Regions from separate parts of the Mus musculus genome. Here all the other regions are linked to region 2. The links are chromatin contacts, called in public promoter capture Hi-C maps. All regions are on one chromosome and are shown on one strand. The core of a region is the stretch at or near the end of the contact, and the rest is flanking DNA. Distances in the headings are between cores, read along the strand shown. Region 1 has its middle 20 kb from the start of Mir7648. Region 2 holds the start of Lrrk2 (leucine-rich repeat kinase 2). Region 3 holds the start of Gxylt1 (glucoside xylosyltransferase 1).

The links. Promoter capture Hi-C pulls out the DNA fragments that hold promoters and counts their contacts.
Region 1: a promoter capture Hi-C map of hippocampal neurons shows a contact between it and region 2, with 4 times the contacts expected there. The contact joins the enhancer-like site here to the promoter of Lrrk2 in region 2. A contact is called at or near these places in 10 of 39 promoter capture datasets (the SN4741 cell line, cranial neural crest, embryonic stem cells and 5 more).
Region 3: a promoter capture Hi-C map of pre-B cells shows a contact between it and region 2, with 4 times the contacts expected there. The contact joins the promoter of Gxylt1 here to the promoter of Lrrk2 in region 2. A contact is called at or near these places in 4 of 39 promoter capture datasets (the C10 cell line, neutrophils and pre-B cells) and 2 of 115 datasets of contacts at active chromatin or transcription factors (the 230-238 cell line and large pre-B cells).

What each region holds. Positions count from the first base shown.
Region 1 is chr15:90,242,833-90,246,002 of GRCm38.p6, reverse strand. No RefSeq gene overlaps it. Among named protein-coding and RNA genes, the nearest start is that of Mir7648, 20 kb to the right of the region's middle. Within about 2 kb of position 1,727, at least 5 of the 459 cell types and tissues checked have an H3K27ac peak or open chromatin away from gene starts, as enhancers often do. A contact at or near this core is called in hippocampal neurons, where this site is marked.
Region 2 is chr15:91,671,764-91,674,963 of GRCm38.p6, reverse strand. Lrrk2 (leucine-rich repeat kinase 2) reads right to left here and starts at 1,740. Exons shown (of 51, transcript NM_025730.3): 1 at 1,527-1,740; 2 at 1,259-1,344. The coding sequence starts at 1,683.
Region 3 is chr15:93,273,590-93,276,729 of GRCm38.p6, reverse strand. It overlaps Gxylt1 (glucoside xylosyltransferase 1), which reads left to right and starts at 1,551. Exons shown (of 7, transcript NM_001357006.1): 1 at 1,551-1,854. The coding sequence starts at 1,649.

The DNA of each region.
Region 1 (3,170 bases), core at 478-2,977, 1.4 Mb after region 2:
TGTATCAACCAAACTAAGATATCATTATATTTTGTGTAAGTTTTTATGCCATAAGTATAAGGATAAATTTTGATTAATGTCTCCCTTAGTTCACAAAGCATGAAACAAATAAAAACTGACCAAGAACAACATAGTAAGAGTGAAATGATAGAGGCTCCCGGCCGGGTGCTGTGTAATAGAATTAGACGCTGGATTCTGAGGCAGCGAAGTTGAATGATGGTTTCAGCTTGGCTGTTACACGGGAGTCATGACATTCGCAGTCTCCTCCGTCCCTCAAGCTTTCATGAATCCATACGATAAAAGAAGTGAAAAGATTCTGAAAAATCTAAGACTTGACACAAGGGCATGGCATTAACTCGTGAGACGCCTTAGCATCGTGGGATGGTTCACAGCCGTGATTGACAGGAGGAGATTGTAGGCGTATCAGGCAGACATGCTGCTTTTGGCTGTCAAACACTCAAACTAAAGTGAAGTATTGTGATGCTTGCTAGCTACGGCCTGGATGCCTGGCTGCTTCAGCTGCTTAGATGGAACTGAAACAGGAGTGCTCAGCACATCAGACTCTTAGACCACCTTCTTGTTAGATGATCCATAACAAATTTTACTTCTGTTGGCATCTGAAAGGCTCTAGGAGCGCCAGCCTCCTGCACAGGCTCCTCCTTTGAGCAATTAGCCGTTTCATAGACCACATACAGGGTCTTTACTCTTCAAGGAAAAAAAGATAACACCCTCAGGTATTGCTTATGAATGTTTACATTGTTGGCTCAAATTCCAATTTACTAGGGCTAGAAAGTGACACAGCAAACAGACGCTTTTACCCTGGGCCCTAAGAGTTTCTCCGCTACCACCCCAACAAGCTTCTAAAAGGCATCTTGGCAAGTCGGCATGTAGTGGGAATAAACAGAGGGTTAAGTGGCAGGGAGGTTGAATACTGGGTACTTTTACAATGCATTCATTCATTCATTCATTCATTCAATCATTCATTCATTGTATAGGCAATAAGTCACACGATCATTCACAGAATGACACTTATTAAAATATCTGCACCATGTCCCCTGCCCCGCTTTGCAGTCATTCTTGCTACTCCAACTACTCCACTGCAACCCACATCCATCCATGTTTCTTTACATGTTGCAAAAATAGTTGTGTGGTTTGGGGTTGTGTGTGTGTGTGTCTGTCTGTGTATGCATGTGTGTGTATGCAGGCATGCATGCATGTATGTTGTTTAGTTTGCTTTCTCAAATATGGCTTTGCTGTAAGAGCAGTTTGTAGTGTTGGAGACACAGTTATTTGCAATAAGCATAAGTAGCTGGGTCTGATTCATTCACAAGGTTATTGCTCTTCTGAGGAGGAAATTAAATCCCGCCTAGCAATTTTAATTTTAAAGTAAATTGTGGTGTGGTGCCACAGTCCTGACCCTGAACAATAATCTCATTTCATAGTCTTGGAACATTCTGGAGCATCTGGTGTCCTTACTAGTTCCCAAAAGCCATATCATAAAAGTGCTTAAAAAAAAAAAAAACCAAACAAACAACTTCTTGAATTCTATTAAATTTCTGGAGGAACTTGTCTCCTTTGCTTTGGTTTCTTCTTTGTTTTTAATTAAAAACGAGAGGAAAGAACAAGTAGCCAAGATTTTAAAATTAAATGGTAAGCATGAGCAGAAGTTACGTAGGCCTAACTTCCGTCTACCCACGGACTGAGACAGGCAGCGCTGAGCCCCCTTCTGTTCCTGTGGAGCATGTGAGTCCTGGAGATACAGTGACTAAGATCAGGTTCCTATGCTTTCATGTCTATATTTCAGTTTCTGGCACATTCCATTGTACCAGCCAGGGTTTTCTATCCTCTACAACTTCCCCACTCCTATGCATTTGCCCTTTAACCTTCCTCAGAATCACAGCCATCTTTGTTGTGCAAGTGTCCAGTGCCACCAACACTTCCTTAAACTAGTTCTAAGCCTTGCTCTTTATATAATAAAACTGCAGATCCTGCATTACCCAACCCCTTTGCTTCTTAGCAAAAACATATAAGAGATTAAAAATACAGTGCAATATTCTAAAGACTATGAAAGCCTTAACAAAATAACATATGGCATCAGTTATCTTTCAAGTCAGCAAAATTTAGTACTCAGTATTTGCAGATTCTTGCTGATGCCACAGACTCCAGGCACAAGGATGTCTATGACCAGCCCCAAATACAGCCTCTCCTTAAGTTAACACAGGTTTTTCTTTACAAAATCACTCACGTATTTATAGAACATGGGTAGATATGCATGTTTTTTTTTTTACTTCATCATTGTTCTATGATCAGGCTAATTAATAAGAAGAATAAGTCAGAAACACCACAAAAGAAAACAATTGGCAATAGTCTATCAACACAAGAATGAGCTAAGATTTTTGGAATCACCAAAGGTCAGAGAAAGTAATAAAATAACTCGGGGCATTATAAACCAGTGACATGTCAAATTCTGCTTCATTTTGGAAATCAATAAAAGATGTCAACAGTGCTTTTCCCTTCATAGTCAAAAGAGGAAAAAATAGTAGGCTTTGTGTACTTGTCAGATAATAAACTCTGAAGGCAACTCCCTGCCAACCACGAGGTCTACATATGAATTAGATTCTTCCAGGTAATTGCTTACAAAAATATAGCCTATGGTTAGAATCAATAAACAACCTATTAGCAAAACCACTATCAATTCCTTGAAAGAAAATAGATCAATACCATCAAATTCTATATTCTTATCCTTGAACATAAATCATATAATTATACTGTAGACACACAGAACATCTACACAATGCATTAATAAACAATAGAGGGGCCTAGCAAACACAGAAGTGGATGCTCACAGTCAGCTATTGAATGGATCACAGGGCCCCCAATGGAGGAGCTAGAGAAAGTACCCAAGGAACTAAAGGGAACTGCAACCCTATAGGTAGAACAACAATATGAACTAACCAGTACCCCGGAGCTCTTGTATCTAGCTGCATATGTATCAAAAGATGGCCTAGTCGGCCATCACTGGAAAGAGAGGCCCATTGGACTTGCAAACTTTATATGCCCCAGTACAGGGGAACGCCAGGGCCAAAAAGGGGGCGTGGGTGGGTAGGGGAGTGGGGGGGTGGGTATGGGGGACTTTTGGGATAGCATTGGAAATGTAAATGAGGAAAATA
Region 2 (3,200 bases), core at 491-2,990:
TAGGTCTTGGCAGTGTAGGCAGCCAGAATTAGACACTTTTGAATATAAAGCAAGAAGGGTGATGTAGGTGGAGAACAGAAAGCACCTTCAAAATGATTCATATTCCGTGGGTAAAATTCAGACTCTTGGTGCTAAAAAGTACAGTATCTTTATCATACCTCCATCTTCCTCTTGATTTTTGTCTGATAACAACCTGAAAATGACTAGTCAGATAGGAAAGTTTCACAATTGGAAAAATAAAAATATTTACTGCAGATAAAAGTATGCTTTTCTAAAAGAAAATTAGAGCCAGGTATGGTGACATATACCTATAATTATAGCACTGGGGAGCCAGAGGCAGGAAAATGGCAAGTTCTAAGTAGTCTGGGTTATACTGTGAGAACTTGACAGGGTGGGAACAGAGGGAGAAAGAGGAGGAGGCAGGAGAGGAGGAGGAGGAGGAGGAGGAGAGAGAGAGAGAGAGAGAGAGAGAGAGAGAGAGAGAGAGAGAGAGAGAGAACTTGGAGACTAAGAAAAGTTTAGTCTCTAGAATGACTATGAAGGAGTATTCTATTCTTCCCGTGCCTCCAGAGTTCCCCGACAAATAACTCTCAGTATTTGGATGACAAAACTGATTTCAGTTCCCCAGATCGCAAACCTCTAAAGGAAGTTAGCACCTTCAGAAGTAATTCTGTCCTGACTGAAAGCCATTCTTACTTATCCGAGTCTGCTTTAAAATCACAGTTAATTACATAGCCTACTTCTGGACTTCCTGTGACACAGATCCAGACAGAAGTTCTACTTTTGTATCCACTTTGTATGATAACAGCCGCAAAGTAGAAATGTAAACACGGCAGGCGAGGGGGCATTCGGGAAACATCACTTTCTTTAGATACTGGGTGATATACACTGCAGGAAGAATCCTTGAAATGTGTCTTCTAATTTAAAAGTATAAAAGCAAACTGACCCTAGACTTGACTGTTTTATTACTGTTTTTTTAATTACCCTCCCTTGCTGGAAATATTCACTGCACTGCTCTACCAGAAACTCGCTGTATATTAAGGAGCATTCTTAGAATAGTTTGAAAGGTTAACGGACTCACCTTGCCAATAAGAGCCCTGTTTTCATTTTGCTGCTACCACCACCCAGATAATGTCAAAGGTGCTTCTCCTCTGCCAACATTTGACAAGATTTCCCCTCTTAAAGCAAATCTCAAGACCCCGGGACATAAGGCCTATCACAGAACAGTCTTCAGGAACAGATGGGAAGGCCCGCTTACCTGCTGTACACTGGCAACTCTCATGTAGGAGTCCAGGACAATCAACAGAGGCACGTGGAAATTTTTATCTTCAAATAACTTGGAGGCTGGAAAAGAAGGGGGCAAATGGGGGATGAAAACAAAGTCACAAACCACGGCATCCTGGCATCCTTTCAATCTTCCAGGGATCTCAGCTCCTTCCTCCCTGAAGGAAAGGAGTGGGGTGCCCAAGATTAAGACTCAAGTGCAGGATAAAGTTTGCAGAGGAGGGAGGGGCTGCAGGCATTACCGCGGTCCGAGTAGGTGAACACCAGCATGTCCTCCAGGAGCTGAAGCAACGTCTCGATCTGCTTGCCTTCCTGGACATTATTCAGCCTGACTATCAACTTCTTCAGAGCCTCCTCCTCCTCTTCCTCTTCGCAGCCCTGACAGGCGCCACTGGCCATGGTGCAGCCGGCGGGGACTGCGGCGAGCTGGGACGGCTCCTGCTCTCAGAGCTGCTCGGCCGCCTCCGCTGCAGGCCCAGCCCTCGGTCCCCAGCCGCGCCCAGACGGTGACGGCGACCGCCCCTGCCCAGTCTCAGCCCGGCCTGCCCAGCCGCATCGCGCCGCTGGGAACTCCGCCGGGGAAAAGCGAAAGCCGCCACCCCGCCACTAAGAATAGCAAAGGGGCGTTGGGAAAGGAGGACACCGCCCAGTTGGCCCCTTTCAGGAAAGCGGTTTCTTTTAAGAGTTCCCCCTATAGGGAGAGGAGTAATTTGCTCCCCAAAGAATGCAGCGTTTAACAATCAAAATCGGCCAGCTACATGGGCTTTAGGAGTTGTTTGCTTGTTGGTTATCCTGAGCTCTGGTTGTGGTTGCCAAAAGGCCTCTCTCTGTTTTGAGTTTGCAGGCAGGATCTGGGAGCTCTGATTCAGCTCTCAAGGATGGAACTCACAGCAGAGTCAGTGAAGCTAAGGTTGGAAGAAACAGTCTTTAAACGGCATTCTTGGTCTGAACTAGTTATTAGTACTGCTGCCCGGGCCTCTAAAGTTAAAAGGGGTATTCTGAAAGCCGGGGCAACTGCTAATTCCAGCACCTGGGAGGTGAAGACAAGAACCAAAGAAATCGGAGGCCATCCTTGCTTCATACAAGTTCAAGGCCAGCCTGGGCTATAAGAGCCTACCTAGAAAGAAGGAATGGGGGGAGGGGAGAAAGGGAAGGGAAAAGGAGAGGGAGGAAGAAGTAGAGGAAGAAGAGAGAGGGAGAGAGCAGGGGGAGAGGGGGAGGGGGAAGGAGAAGAGGTAAATGAAGAGTTGAAGCAGGAGAAGAAAGGGGAGGGGGCGGGGGAGAAGGGGACAGATCTGCAAGGCACAGTGCTAAAGCATCCCTGTGAAGAAGATGTTGCATCCCAAGAAGAAAGCAAAAGAAAATGCTCACGTAGTAAGGTTTTTCAAGAAGAGAAGTCTCTGGTACAGTGCTGTAGTCAAGGCTTGGATGTTCTATGGTCTCAGATGACCCAACCTCAAGGTTATTTACCCCGAAGGAGAATTAGAGCAGTTAATTTATTTCCTGGCTTCTAGTTCGTTAACATTCTGATAACAATTCACAAACGGATGAGGAGTTCTTTCCTGTCTGAGGAAATGTCTTTGGGATGGGTAAGAGGTGGAGGGGTTTGAGAGGCGGGTTGAGAGCCAAGACACAACTGAAGGTCAGGCTGAAAGTTTGTCCACACTCTGCACTTTCAGCAGAACAAGAAAGCAAGTTTCCATCAGCTTGGGTACTCACTGAGTGCTTCTTGTTGCCAAGGGTTTTCACCTTTGCGTGGTAGTAAAGTGCTAATATTTGCAAGGCTAGAATAGTTAGGATTTGCTTCCAAGTAACCCACGATTGAAGGGTGGGGTCAAAACGGGAAGAATTAGACATGAAATGAACTGGGAATTGTGGAAGGTAAGAGATGAATTCCTGGGGCATTGCTCCTCTCT
Region 3 (3,140 bases), core at 302-2,801, 1.6 Mb before region 2:
ACTCCAACCAGACTCGCTCTCTAACATGCAAATGTGATCATCTTCCTTCCTTCCTTAAAAACCTTCAAGCAGATCAAGTTCAAACTTCCAAGAGTTTCCAAGAGTAACTGCTATCCCTCTCTGCAGTCTTAACCACTCCCCGAGTCCTTTCTTGCGGACTCATCCTGGCATCGCGCTTCTCAGTCTCCTGAATACGAGAGCCGCTTTCATTGCTCGCTCAGTCTAGAATTCCTTCTCTTAAGAGGGCCACCCTCGCTCAGGAATACTCTGCTATACTAACTGGAAGGTACAAGCGACTCACTTTGGGGCGTGTCCACACCCGGTGGCTATCCTGTCTTTGTACAACAGCCTTCTTCAAAAGGGAATAAGAGCTTTTGCACCAGATGTGAATGGCGTGTGTATTGCCTGGGAACATGGATTCGGGTTGGGTGGAATAACACGTTCCAATACAGAATAAAGTCAGAAGTTAAGGCAGTTTCCAGATACCGGTTGGACCATCAGATTGATTATAGCAAACAGGAAAAACTGACAGGTGTCAGATCTCATCTAATGACATTTTAAGCTTTCAGAATGGTGGAAACCATTGATTCGATGAGGTTGCTTTAAAGGTTTTGAGCCAAAAGTATGTTGGGTATGACACGATTGGTCAACGAAAGCCTATTAAGGGACTAAGAATAATCATAGAGTTTAAGCTTTGTTAAATCGTCCACAGGTCTCCCGTACCAAAGTCCCCGAGCTGCACATTCTCAATATCTGCCTTCCTCCCCGTCCCTAGGTCCCTACGAGGCTTCAGCGTGACCCAGCTCAAGGCGTGGAGTGTGGCGGGAAGGAAGGGAGGCCGGGTTTGGAGAGGACCAGTTTTGCTTTGGGTATGCAAATGATTTGTCAGCAACGTCTAATAAGGCTGCCTTCCCAGCCTTGTGTGGATGGGCAAGCAAAGCACCATTGCACTACCGCCGCCTTACGACATCCCACGAAGCACAGATGTTTTAGACCCGACGCTGAGGTCCGTGAGGAGCAGGATGGGTCGAGGAAGAGTTAGCAAGTGCGGTAACCACGGTTTCTTTTTAGTCAACGCAGCGATGCCTGAGAATTCAAGTTGCCCAGCGCCACAAACTGCGCAAAGAAAAATCGCAGATTTAGGGCAAGGGCCTACAGCCCTGCTTCTTTCGCTACACTTGTCCACAGCTCAGAGCCGGGCAATCTGTAAAGAGGAACCAGCATCCATCTCAAGGCTCGGCGTGAAGGCCGGGAGAGCGCCAGCGCTCAGCTCCGCTTCCGGGTGCGCTGCGGAGGCGGAGCCTTGGCCGGGCGTTGGGGCGTGGCCCGGAGGCGGGACAATACCAGGCAGGGGCTGTGGTTTGAAACAGAGGCGGGGCCTGCGCCGGATGTGGGAGGGGCTGTGAGCGGGGCGGGGCATGGCAGGGCTAGGGGCGTGTCGTGTGGGGTGCTGGGCTTGGGCGGCATGGGACCGAGTGGGACCTGGCGGGGATTCGGGCGGAGGGGCGGAGCGGGGAGGGGCGGGAACCAGGCTGGTCACGCTGCGGCTGCGCGTTGCGATTCTTCGTAGTTCGCCCGGGCGGGCGCGGCGGCGGCGGCGGTGACGGCGGTGACGGCGGCAGCGGCGGTGGCGGCAGCGCGGGCCGGGATGCGGCGCTACCTGCGGGTCGTAGGGCTGTGCCTGGCCTGCGGCTTCTGCTCGCTGCTGTACGCCTTCAGCCAGCTCGCGGTGTCCTTGGAGGAAGGAGCTGCCGGGGGCCGCAGGCCGCAGGCCGCGGTAGTTTCCTGGCTGGCGGACGGTGGACGCGGCACGGGGAGAGGCGCGGGCAGCGCGGGCCCGGGCCGGACGGGCAGGTATGAGCCGCATTGCCGGGAGTGGAGGTCTGGGAGGGCCGGACGCGCCGCTCCATCACCGAGCACTGGCTGGCTGGCTTCAGATTCAGTGTTAGACCAGTTAGAAATTGAATCGCTTTGCAACTTTCTGAAAGGTTCGTTGGAAGTAAGTGGTGTCCCACAAAATCCTAATTACACTGCGGCTAGTGGGATTCCCTCCTGTTTCCATGGAGTCGAAGCTGAGTAATTTGAGAATCAGGCTGGCGCCCTAGTTGAGCCCTCCACCTCCCAGGTGTCTAAATTTTCCGCCTAAATCTTAGCTTTTTATCAGTAGCCGTAGCTAAAGAAATCTGGATGTGGCATAAAGCGAGCTGTGAATTTTTATTTTGAAAATATTCGTTTTTTTGGAAACGTAAAGGAAGTTCAGAAACATGAGTGATACTTAATATGCTTATATCTATGGGAGGAGTAAGGTATGAAGAAATCACTTTAAAAAAAAAGAAATGAATATTTATAACACAGCATAATGAGTTGGTGGATTTGCATAAGTCACTGCCACGGTTAGAATCATGAAATTTAAATGGAAAACTGTTTGGGCAGTTTACTTAATTCGCACTGCCTCCTTGGTGGATTCCTGTGTTTGGGCAGTTCTGAGACCAACTAATTGGAGAGTGGAAGACAGGAATTGTAAAAAGAGTACATCCACTTTGAGCTGTTGTCTATGTAGCATCTGAGAGTTGATGGTCTTTTCCAGCGGGAAGCGGGTAAAAGAGAAGCTAGCATGGAGATAGTGAGCTCTTGGTTTATGGTTTGATTGTAGTCAGAGAAATGTGGGGTATAGGTGTGCTCTCAGGTTCCACTGCCTACAACCTACACCCCCAGACCCCCAGTAGGATTTGCCGAGGAGAGCGGAGGCAGGAGGACCATGAGTTCGAGGCCAGCCTGGGCTACACATTTAAAAGCCTGGCGGTGGTGGTGCATGTCTTTAATTTCAGCACTCGGGAAGCAGAAATAGGCAGATCTCTGAGTTCGAGGCCAGCCTGGTCCGCAGAGCAATGTCCAGGATATCCGGGGCTCTACAGAGGAGCCCTGTCTCAAAAAACAAAACAAAACAAAACAAAACAAAAGTATTAATTGCCCAGAATTACATAAGAAGTATTTGGGGAAAAAAAATCCAACTTGGAAGGAAAACATTTTTAAATGGTAAGGACAGTGTTTGAGAGAAATCTCCTTTCAACTAGTATATCCTATTTGAAACGATTATTTCAAACTAGGCTTGGTGGCTTACACCTGTATTCTCAGCATTC